3 separate regions of the Mus musculus genome follow, and all the other regions are linked to region 2. The links are chromatin contacts, called in public HiChIP or PLAC-seq maps. All regions are on one chromosome and are shown on one strand. The core of a region is the stretch at or near the end of the contact, and the rest is flanking DNA. Distances in the headings are between cores, read along the strand shown. Region 1 overlaps Babam2 (BRISC and BRCA1 A complex member 2). Region 2 overlaps Babam2 (BRISC and BRCA1 A complex member 2). Region 3 overlaps Rbks (ribokinase).

Region 1 (3,068 bases), core at 306-2,805, 98 kb before region 2:
GCCTCAACCAGGCTGTTACTTGAAACTTAAGAAACATCTGCAAGCTGTGACACCTGGCTTCTGTCCTCTGTCCTCAATGACTTCCCTGGTTAGGCCAGGCCCCTGTGCTATAATGATTTATTCTAGTTGCTTTCAGCTTAGCAGAGCACCTCGGACTTCAGTCCAGACTTAAAGAATTTGCAGGTCCTTCTCTTACTCCAAATCCCAGGCAGAGACTTTCCAAGCCAACAGTGACCTAGTCACTCAATCTGTGTGCATATGAACAGGGAAAACTACCTAAAAGTAAGAAATATGGGCCCTTTGTAAAATACATATAACAGAAACATTTAGGTACTGCGTCCAGAATGAGAAAGCAATACAAAGCAGTAATTAACTAAAGCAGAAGACACAAGTACTGCACAGGCTGTAAGAGCTTTCAGCGTCTTCTTGTTCCTTAAAACTTTAGCCCTTTCTCATGCATGCATGTGATACACATACATACACTCAAGAACAGACAGGCACACATAAAATTAATTAATTTAAAAAATTCTAGCCCTTAGACCTTGATCCACATAATTACTATGACACACTCCTATAGTACATTTTAATCCACGGTTTGATATTCAACATCAGTGAACACTCACCCAAATTTCCTTAAGAAATCACCCCTCGCCATTCTCGGCCATGGGTCTGGAGTAGGAACTATCAGATAAACCTCTATAAGTGGAGACTCCTTAGCCCAAGAATTTCCTATGCAGCCAGTCTCTGGCAAACTAAAGCGATAAATGGCAACATGAGCTGACCTGCTGGGAACTGAAGGCCTGCCTTCTTCCCATGGTGGGGGAGTAGGCTGTGTTCACAGAAGCAGGGCATCGGAAGAGTAGTATGTGGTTGTGGAAATAAAGACCAACACAATGTGAAGCAAGCAGGCATGGGAGAGAAGGAGACTAGGGTCTTTAGTGACGTTATTTCAGCCACAAGACCAACATCAGTCCAACTGTGCACTTGCAGAGTTCTATAGGCCAATGGACTCTCTTTACTTTTTGAAGACAATTTGAAGCAAGTTTCTATTACAAAAAAAAAAAAAAAAAAGGACCAAAATAAAAGAAGGAAGAGGAGGAAAGAGAGTAGAACAGGTCCAGGGTGTGGGTGGAGGTGGGGAGATAGAGACCAAAACTGATCCTGCTATGTCACCTTCTCTAGGAGTGAAGGAGGAGGTACAGGAACTCTTAGCAAGCCACAAAGCCACATAACTACTGAAAAACCTTTAAGTACAGAGTCACTTTAAGGTACTGAATCTTTTTACAATCATGTGGGAGAAAACCTACAAAAAGAATGAATGTATTTTCACTAACCCTACAATAAACAAAAAAGAAAAAGTAAAAGTAGAAACAGACGGCCATACTTTTATAAAGTATGAGTCATTTAATGAACTTAAAACACATCTGCAGTAGGTATCTAAGATGCTCCCCGTCCTAGAGCTTTTCAAAGATGAAGACGCCATTTGTCTCAGTGAGTAATAAGGCAGCCTTCCAGAGAAACGAGCAGAGCCGCTAAGGCTGTAAGGAATGAACTGGCTGAGACCAGATAAGGACCCTTTGATCGTTGGCATGTAACTTGGGGCCATAGAGAACAATCTGCATCTGGCCTTTCTTGAGAACGGAGCTTGGTGCGGTGTTCATTGACTTCATGGTCCCTTACCCAGCAGATATTTTTACCTCTGCTCCACTTAACTAGAGCACATGCAGCACGTTCGAGCTGTCTGGTGGTGGTGTCACATGAGTGCTGGCTATATGCCAAGCTGGGAATGTGTGCCTTGGAGCAGAAAACCTTTATATCTTCTGCAAACAATCTCTCTCTCTCTGGAGACCTAAAATGGGCCCCACAGAGCAGCCACACTGACTGCACTCAAACCATATATCAACGTAGCAGTACATAGTGAACACTGTTTAATGAACTTTCGCTTCTTCAAACTTGTCATCCCTCTCCAATCCCCAAACCCAAACCTTACCAGTTCTTTCAACACTGTGGTGAACCTCACAATCAACCAAAGAAAGGCATTTGTTCCAGAGCTGTCATGAATAATTACACAGTTCCCCAGGCCAATGAACTGCTTCAGAAACCTTAGCCAGGTTTTCCCATTCCAAGGTACCAATATCTAATGCTAGTAACCCACTAACAAACAAACAAAATGGGATCTCTTTTCTCACAACCACCATTTCTTTTAAAAAAACAAACAAACAAAACAAAAAACAAAAAAACCAACTCTTCCAGGTTGCCCAAGCTAGTAATCATGGCAAGAAAAGTGGAGGCAGAAGAATTTGGTGATGAGGGCTAGCCTCTGCTACTCACCAAGACCCTGTCTCAAAACGAAACAACCAAGCAACAAAACAAAACAGGGATTATGGATATAGCTCAGTGGCAGAGCACCTACTTAGCATGCACCACAGGCACTGAGGTGTCAGGTAAAGGGACAATCTCTCAAAGAAGGTTGTCACTTCATAGTCTTCACTAACCAGACGATCCTGATCTCCTGAAGCAAGTATGACAGCCTTGGGTGTCTTCAGAACAATGTGGATGTATCTTTGAAAGGCAAGCTCATGGGTCCTATCATTGAAACATGGATTTAATAAGCCCAGATGATACTTACCCTTTGGGTATACAGAACTTATTCTGTATTCTGAACCATAGTCAGGCATTTCATAGCAAGGAAGAAAATTTAACCATCTTTATAACAATCTGACTTATTGTTTTACAATGATTCCTTAAACCCTCCTATGAGCCCCTCTGATGTCAGGATGGCTAGTCTCCCTTCTGGACTTTTCGACTACTTGTCCCACATGTTTCTCAGGAAGAGAATTTGTTTATAGAAAACGTGTCTCACAATCAAAGATTTCTAGCAAGTATTAACTCCTGGAATCCAGGGCTACCTAACCTAGAGCAGGGTGGGAAGTGGGTATGATATATTTCAATAATGTAGAGCCAGACAGAGTGGCATATACTTACAATCCCAATATATGGGAGGGAGAAGCAGGAACTCAGTTAAAGGTCAACCCTAACTATGTAGCAAGTTCAAGGCCAGCAATGGC
Region 2 (3,180 bases), core at 430-2,929:
CGTGCACTCAGACATACATATGAAAACATATACACTTACACATATATAAGAGAGAACTTTTCTACAAAGACACAATTATTCTGTCTTTTATTCTATAGACTGGCTCTGCCTTCTTGGCATTCAGATACAATCAACAGTATTTTAGCTTGAGTCTTTGGAAACCTGGACAGTACATACAAGTCGTTGGTATGAAGTTATTGCAATCAGAACACAGTTTCCAAGAGCATCAACAACTACTTACTGAGTAACTACTTTGTGCCAGTTAAAGGTGTGCAGTGTAAAACAAAACAGGCATCGTCCCCGGGGGGGCTAAAAGTCTTCAATAAAAACAACACTAACAGCAGGTACGATGGCTCACACCTGTAATACTAGCTCTCAAGAGACTAAAACAGCACGGTTTGTGTGAGTCTGGAACCAACCTGGGCTACATAATGAAATTCTCTCAACATTCCCACAAGAAGGCAATCAGGCAGGAAGGCAGGAGACGAAATGAAAGAAGTAACTAGAACTCATCCTGAGGATGCAATCCAAGGCATACACATCCCACACATCCCAGTGGAAACCCTCAGCATCATTTTTTTATTGTTATCTGAAGCTTTAATATAATATTTTTTCGTTCTTTGAGAATTTTATAAAATGTTCTTTTGATCATATTCACTTCCTGCTCTTCTCCCTATCCCCTCAACCCCTTGACCCTACTCCCAACTTCCCGTCATCTTCATTTAAGTCCACTGAGTATAAATTGTGCCATCCATATAGTCACAGGTATGAAGCCATCCACTGAAGCATGGTTGGCTCACCAAGGGCCACATCCTTAAAGGAAACTGACTATCTCACACCCAGAAGCCACCATGTCAATAGTTCCTTAGTTAGAAAAGAAAGGCTCAAGAGCTGTTTCCTCTCCACGCTAGAATATTCGTCGGCTTAATGTCTTGCTGATCTTATACAAGTAACCACAGCTATTGTAAGTTCCTAAGCACAGAGGCCCTCCCATGTCCAGACAATACTGTTTTGCTCTGGCCCTCCCTGACTTCTGGCTCTAATCACCTTTCTCCTTTTAGAGGGAGGGAAACACAGATATTCCGTTTGTGACTGAGTCCTCCACTAACACTCTCTGCACTTTGACCAGTGTTGAGTTTCGATGTTAACCACCACGTGCTGCAAAGACGCCTCTCTGCTGGATCCTGAGAGCTGTACTCTATTATCTATAGAGGTAGAGGTGAGAGCAGTAAATACCACGTCCACTTAGGAGAACAGCACTAATGGGCTCACCCCTGGGGAAGGTGAACCCCCCACCAGACCCAGGTCCTTGGCAAGATTACAGTACCAGGCATGCACTTCCTCTCATGCTCATGGAGAGGGCCTTAACCCCATCAGAAAGTGCAGCCCCAGAATAACCAAGCCACTACTGTACCCACAGGCATATCCTGCCACTCCAGGCATCACTGCAGCTCAGTGTTCAAGGCTTAGGCTGCTGCTGATTTTCCCCCAGCAGCCTACACAGAACCTTCTAGTACCATGAAAGCTAAGCCAGCAGGAAGGAAGCTTCGTGGTCAGTACAAACTTTATTTCTCCATGTCCAGTAATCAATGTGTGTGGTGCCTTCAGCAATAACCCAACACTATTAAAGTCTATGGATACTGGGGGTTTTTTCCTACAGAAGTTCAGTTTACAAAGTAGAGACTGTAAGAAACTAACCATGACCAAGAATGAGATGGAACAACTGTAACTATACACAATCATAAAAGCCATGTGAACAAGGCTGCTTTCTATTTAGAGTTTCAAGAAATACTAGTATTTTTGGATCGTGGGTGGCTGCAAATAACTGAAACTACAGAAAGCGAAACTTCAGATAAGGAAAGACTACTATGTAAAGATTACACTATAGCCATCAAAGCATTCCTATTACAAAGACAGCATTATTCACAGCAGCTTATACCATTGTCCTTACTGCTAGATCTAGCCCTGCTTGAGTTAACCAATAACTTGGCATGAGCTAATCATATACCCTACCTCCATAATCATAACAATATAATCACTAACTCTCCATTAAAAGGTTTTTACTCTGGAGGAAGCAGGTGCACTGAGGAATGGAAGGGAAGGCAGTACTAGGAAAGGCCCAATTTCAATACAGTTTCTTCTAGGTGTGTGTGTGTGTGTGTGTGTGTGTGTGTGTGTGTGTGTGTATTCAAGTAGGTTAATGCATGAGTGGGTGTGCATGTTCCCGTTCATGTGCCCACATGCACACATGAAGGCCAGAGGTCAATGTCACAGGTCTTCCTCTGTGACTCTCTACCTTGTTTTTTTGAGACAGGGTCTCTTGCAGAACCTGAAGCTCAACAATTTGGCTAGGCTGACTTGTCAATAAGTTCCAGAGATCTGCCTATCTCTGCTCCCCAAATGCCTGCCTGCTAGCTCTGGGGTTACAGATGTGTGCTCCCACTCCTGGATTTTATGTGTGTGCTAGGGAATCCACACTTGCATTTCATGATTTGTGTGGCAAGCACTTTACCAAGTAAGCCATTTCCCCAGACCCTTTTCTAACCTTTAAAGAAAAAATTACAGGTGAAGGAGGCTAGAGAAGAGAGTTCAACTTCACAAAAGTCAACTTAACAAAGTGAAGAATATATACTAAGTACCTTGGATTTCAACAAGGTAAGAATTTTGTGCATCAAATGATATTATCAATATTGTAAAATAGTGTCCCAAGTTACCTTTCTACAGACCATATTATACAAAATTATATGGTGAGTCGGTAAAACTAAGCACAGAATTGCTGTACAATCCAGCAAGTCCTAGAAAACAAGCTTAGAGAGTTGGACATCTTTACCAACAGCATCACTGTTCACAGCAGCCAAGAAATGCGTACAATAGACATCACTGGAAAAAGTACACAATATGATATATACACGTGAAGTTGCAGAAACACACCACAGAAAGAGAGAGAGAGAGAGAAATACTACTCAACATTAAAATGGAAAAAATTTCTGACACATACTACAATATGGATTAACCTTGAATATACCATGCAAAGTGAAATAAGCTATTCACAAAAAGATAAATAACTCTATGACTCTACTTACTTACTACCTAAAATAGTTAAACTCATAGAGACAAAGTAAATGCCATTTGTCACTGGTTGAGTGAAGGGAAGACCAGGGAGTTACTTTCTCATGGGTA
Region 3 (3,570 bases), core at 980-3,479, 83 kb after region 2:
TAAATGTTTTCCTCCTCACCCTTCTTTTCCGCGTGAAATATTGAGCCAGCAAATATACTCATCTGCACATTTAGACTTCCTGTCCCTCTTTAAAGAGACACCAACCACTTGGGAACCCATACCCTGTATGAAAGAAAAGTCCTCAGCTGAGTTTCCCTGCTCACCCCAGCAGCTAGAGCTGACCCGTCACATGGGGAAGGGAACCCTGAAGCCTGATGGCTCTGCTCACCACGATGAGCCCTGACCTCAGATTCCAGGGCTGCTAGGAGACTCTTAGCCCAGGCTTGCTCAGCCACCTTTTGAGCTCTGCTCCAACTCTCCCTGGCAGTGACAGCATCTGCTCAGCCATGGAGAGCAGAGTGTTCTACCAAGCTATAGTGCAGTGGAGGTCCAGGATGTCGGTCATTGCCATGGGAAGCCCCCTTTCTGAGCCGATCTCCAGCCCCACCTCTCTTGGCTTTGACTTTTCCTAAAGCCTCTGCTCCTTATCCCCTAGGGATGTCTGAGCCTTGCCTGGCTTCCCCAGTTCTGCACTGACCCCAGGACTGTCCACTCTACTCCCGTTACTTGATTTGAAAGAACCTAGTGGGGAAACCCCCACTCAATTCTCGTTCGGCACGCACCCAAGAATCACGAACAGACGACCATCTTGATGTAAAAGCATGAGGTAGTTTAATGATGGAGCTCCAGGCCTACACGTATCTCCCGCAGGAGACAGAGGTGCTGACCACATGGTGGAGCCATAATGGCAGAGCTCCGGTTCGAAACTTATCTCACGCAGGAGACAGTGGTTTCGACCCTGAGGCTTGGAAGCTAGGGACTTTTATAGAAAAGGGGTGGGGCTGGGGGAGGAATTGGCGCGGTTTCACATGATTGGTCCATTTAAACATTAACAGACTGTCAGAAGGGCGGGAGATAGGGAGGCACTAGGCCAGTCAGGACATGTAACGACAGGCCTGCCCGGGCATGTCCTAGCCTGTTCTGCTATGTTCTCAGCCCCAGGTTTCAAAGCTCACAAACAACTCTTTGGGCTATTTGACATAAATTACATGAATCACAGGTCTCAAGGTTTATTTCCTTTCAGATTCTCATGAACTCACTAAAGGGTTCATGGAGAACCTCACCTAGCCCACAGCGGAGTGAAGGTCAAAGTTCCGGGGAAATTCTGATGGCCACTGCTGGAGCTCTTTACATCCTGGCCTGCATAATCAGGGGCTCTAGGATACTAGCTTCTACCCCTTCCAAGCCCTCTGACTCTTCTCCTCTGAGCTGGGAACAGAAAATCAACCTTGCTCTAACTCTCAAAGGATGGAGTCCCTATGATGGTGACCCCTTCTGTTCCTGGAACCTTGTCTGCCCCCACTCATCTAGGTCATGAGTTTCTACTACATGTAAAAGAAATGGCCTCTGATATACCATGTAGTCTGCCCTGCTGTGTTGAACACCCATTCTGCCAGGCTCTCCTGGACCCCCTGACATTGTCTGAATTAGTAGCTACAACAGTCCCATCATACAGGTAAATAGATGCAGAAAAGCTGAACAACCTGCCAGAGATCACACAACCAGTACATCAGTCAAATGGGGGTTTTGGATCTGTCTGACCCCACCCCATTTGTGCATGGTTCCACTTGAGAAAACATCTCAGTTGTGAGTTTTTCAAATGGCAGAGAGGCTTCAATACAAGTGAGAAGGCAACCCACTCACCATCCCTAAAAGATGACTGAGGTAACAAAGAGACTGAAGAGAGATTAAAAGGTCCTTCTGCATGGTGTCCCTGAAGTTTGGGATGCCTAAACCCAATCAGGTTCTCATGCCTCAGCTCCTGGACAGGGGAAGGAGGCAGAAGTGTATGCTTAGACATCAGTGCCAGAGGAGGGTAGGCCTGACTGCCAGGCCAGCCTAGAGCAACTGAGGCAGCTCCCTAAAATGATCCCTGGAAGGCAATTCCATTCCGAACCAAATGCAGAGAGCAGGGCTGACCCGAGTGCTCTAGAGCAAATCTGGCCCCCAGCACCATGTAGAAGGTAGTGGGGACCCTGACAATTTACATCTGCTCTCTCCTGAGCCCCTAGTCAAATCCTTGAAAAAGAAATGGTGTGTCATCATGTTTCAGCCATTTCTGAAACCACAAGCAGACTAAGGAATTCAGCCTGCAGTGTGGGCTCTGAATAGCTCTATGGAGGGAGAGGCCTTGAAAAGAAAAGCAAGTGGTATCTACTTGTCAGATGGAATGTGTGAAGACATCCAGGAGGAATGTGGGGGCTCTGTTCGGGTGGCTCGGGCAGTTTGGCCTCTGAATCATGCCATGTGGGTTCAGATTCCTAACAGATGAAGCCTCAGGGCTGACATCACTCTCGCAAGATCACCCGGGAGCTGCGGTGCTGCCCAGCAAGTGTTTTACCTTGGGGATTTTCCCAACCACATTTAATATCTGTCATTCCTTCCAACTCACCCATTTTCTGTCATCTGGAATTTGACAAACTAGGACTCTTATAAGCCTGTTTCATTGCTGGTACCCCCCTCCTGTAAGATGAGGCATTCTTAGAATGGCATGTGCTCTCTCTCTCTCTCTCTCTCTCTCTCTCTCTCTCTCTCTCTCTCTCTCTCTCTCCCTCCCTCCCTCCCTCCCTCCCTCCCTCCCTCCCATAGTTTCCAGGTAGCCTCAGCTCTGGTGACTTCTGATCTCTGTTGTTACACTTCAGCCTCTCACTCCCAGGACGACAGTACCTGCTTGAAACCCCCAGGCCTGCTCTGGCCATGGCCAGTTTCCTCCCATCTTCTCCATCTTTCTTACCTTCCTCAGTTTCCTGCATTTTCTCCTTCCTGTTGAGTCCCTCCTGGTTGTTGTTCCTCCCTCAGCAGTAAAGAGTCTCTGATTGTCCTTCTCAGCCTTTATCCCCTGAAAACAACAATTCCTCTGTTGTCCCCTTCTTCCCCCACACCTGCCTGAGGCAATCTAGTTCAAACTCTCTGCTCCTGTGGCAAGCATAGAGGAAATGGTACCTGCTGTGATTTGAATCCAATTGGTCCCCTCACACTCACATTCTGAGTGCTTGTCCCCCAGGGGGTGGCACAGAGGACCTGGAGGACAAACAGCCAGGCCAGCAGGTGAGTTGCTAGGCACAGGCCTTTGAAGGCTATGTCAAGCCACACACTCCTACCATGAAGTGCTTTTCTTGTCCTTACGGACCCCTGCCCCAGCCCTGGAATAATGAGGAAAACAACCCTCTCCTCCTCTTTTACTCAGTTCTTTGGTCACAGTGATGCAAAAGTAACCAACACGGTATCGCATGCAGGGCACAGGGAGAGATTCATGATCTTCGTGTTTATCCCTGACACAAGCTCTTCCCACAGGCAGTCAAGAAAGCCTCTCCGCCTGTCCTTCCTAAACCCTTCCCTAGACAAGACTAAGCAATGTCTGCCTTCCCTGTAAGGTTTCCACAGCAAACTTGAGCCACTGTAGTGCAGAATTACATGCAAGTGGTCATCCACACCCTAGCACAATCGAGGTCATAAAGAGGTGGCAGTCCTGCTATGTCACTGGAGTCCCACACAGATGACCTCGCTGAA

Evidence for each region. HiChIP or PLAC-seq counts read pairs in DNA pulled down with a chosen protein or histone mark.
Region 1: a BATF HiChIP or PLAC-seq map of CD8 T cells shows a contact between it and region 2, with 14 read pairs. The contact joins two enhancer-like sites. A contact is called at or near these places in 2 of 15 datasets of contacts at CTCF or cohesin (CD8 T cells and the NIH/3T3 cell line), 16 of 484 Hi-C or Micro-C datasets (the C10 cell line, CD8 T cells, DN3 thymocytes and 11 more), 6 of 115 datasets of contacts at active chromatin or transcription factors (CD8 T cells, T-cell acute lymphoblastic leukemia, cardiomyocytes and 3 more) and 3 of 9 other capture datasets (adipose tissue, liver and pancreatic islet).
Region 3: a contact with region 2 is called in an H3K27ac HiChIP or PLAC-seq map of extraembryonic endoderm stem cells. The contact joins two enhancer-like sites. A contact is called at or near these places in 4 of 484 Hi-C or Micro-C datasets (the C2C12 cell line, myocytes, reprogramming fibroblasts and 1 more), 5 of 115 datasets of contacts at active chromatin or transcription factors (the HPC-7 cell line, differentiating embryonic stem cells, embryonic stem cells and 1 more) and 3 of 9 other capture datasets (adipose tissue, liver and pancreatic islet).

What each region holds. Positions count from the first base shown.
Region 1 is chr5:31,809,843-31,812,910 of GRCm38.p6, reverse strand. The region is part of intron 4 of Babam2 (BRISC and BRCA1 A complex member 2); the gene reads right to left. Among named protein-coding and RNA genes, the nearest start is that of Babam2, 110 kb to the right of the region's middle. Within about 2 kb of position 1,555, at least 57 of the 459 cell types and tissues checked have an H3K27ac peak or open chromatin away from gene starts, as enhancers often do. A contact at or near this core is called in CD8 T cells, Th1 cells, memory CD8 T cells and 1 more, where this site is marked.
Region 2 is chr5:31,712,155-31,715,334 of GRCm38.p6, reverse strand. The region is part of intron 2 of Babam2 (BRISC and BRCA1 A complex member 2); the gene reads right to left. Among named protein-coding and RNA genes, the nearest start is that of Babam2, 16 kb to the right of the region's middle. Within about 2 kb of position 1,679, at least 70 of the 459 cell types and tissues checked have an H3K27ac peak or open chromatin away from gene starts, as enhancers often do. A contact at or near this core is called in CD8 T cells, Th1 cells, extraembryonic endoderm stem cells and 2 more, where this site is marked.
Region 3 is chr5:31,628,945-31,632,514 of GRCm38.p6, reverse strand. All of the region lies in intron 7 of Rbks (ribokinase), which reads left to right. All of the region lies in intron 2 of Gm38424 (a long non-coding RNA gene), which reads right to left. Among named protein-coding and RNA genes, the nearest start is that of Mrpl33, 17 kb to the right of the region's middle. Within about 2 kb of position 2,229, at least 145 of the 459 cell types and tissues checked have an H3K27ac peak or open chromatin away from gene starts, as enhancers often do. A contact at or near this core is called in extraembryonic endoderm stem cells, where this site is marked.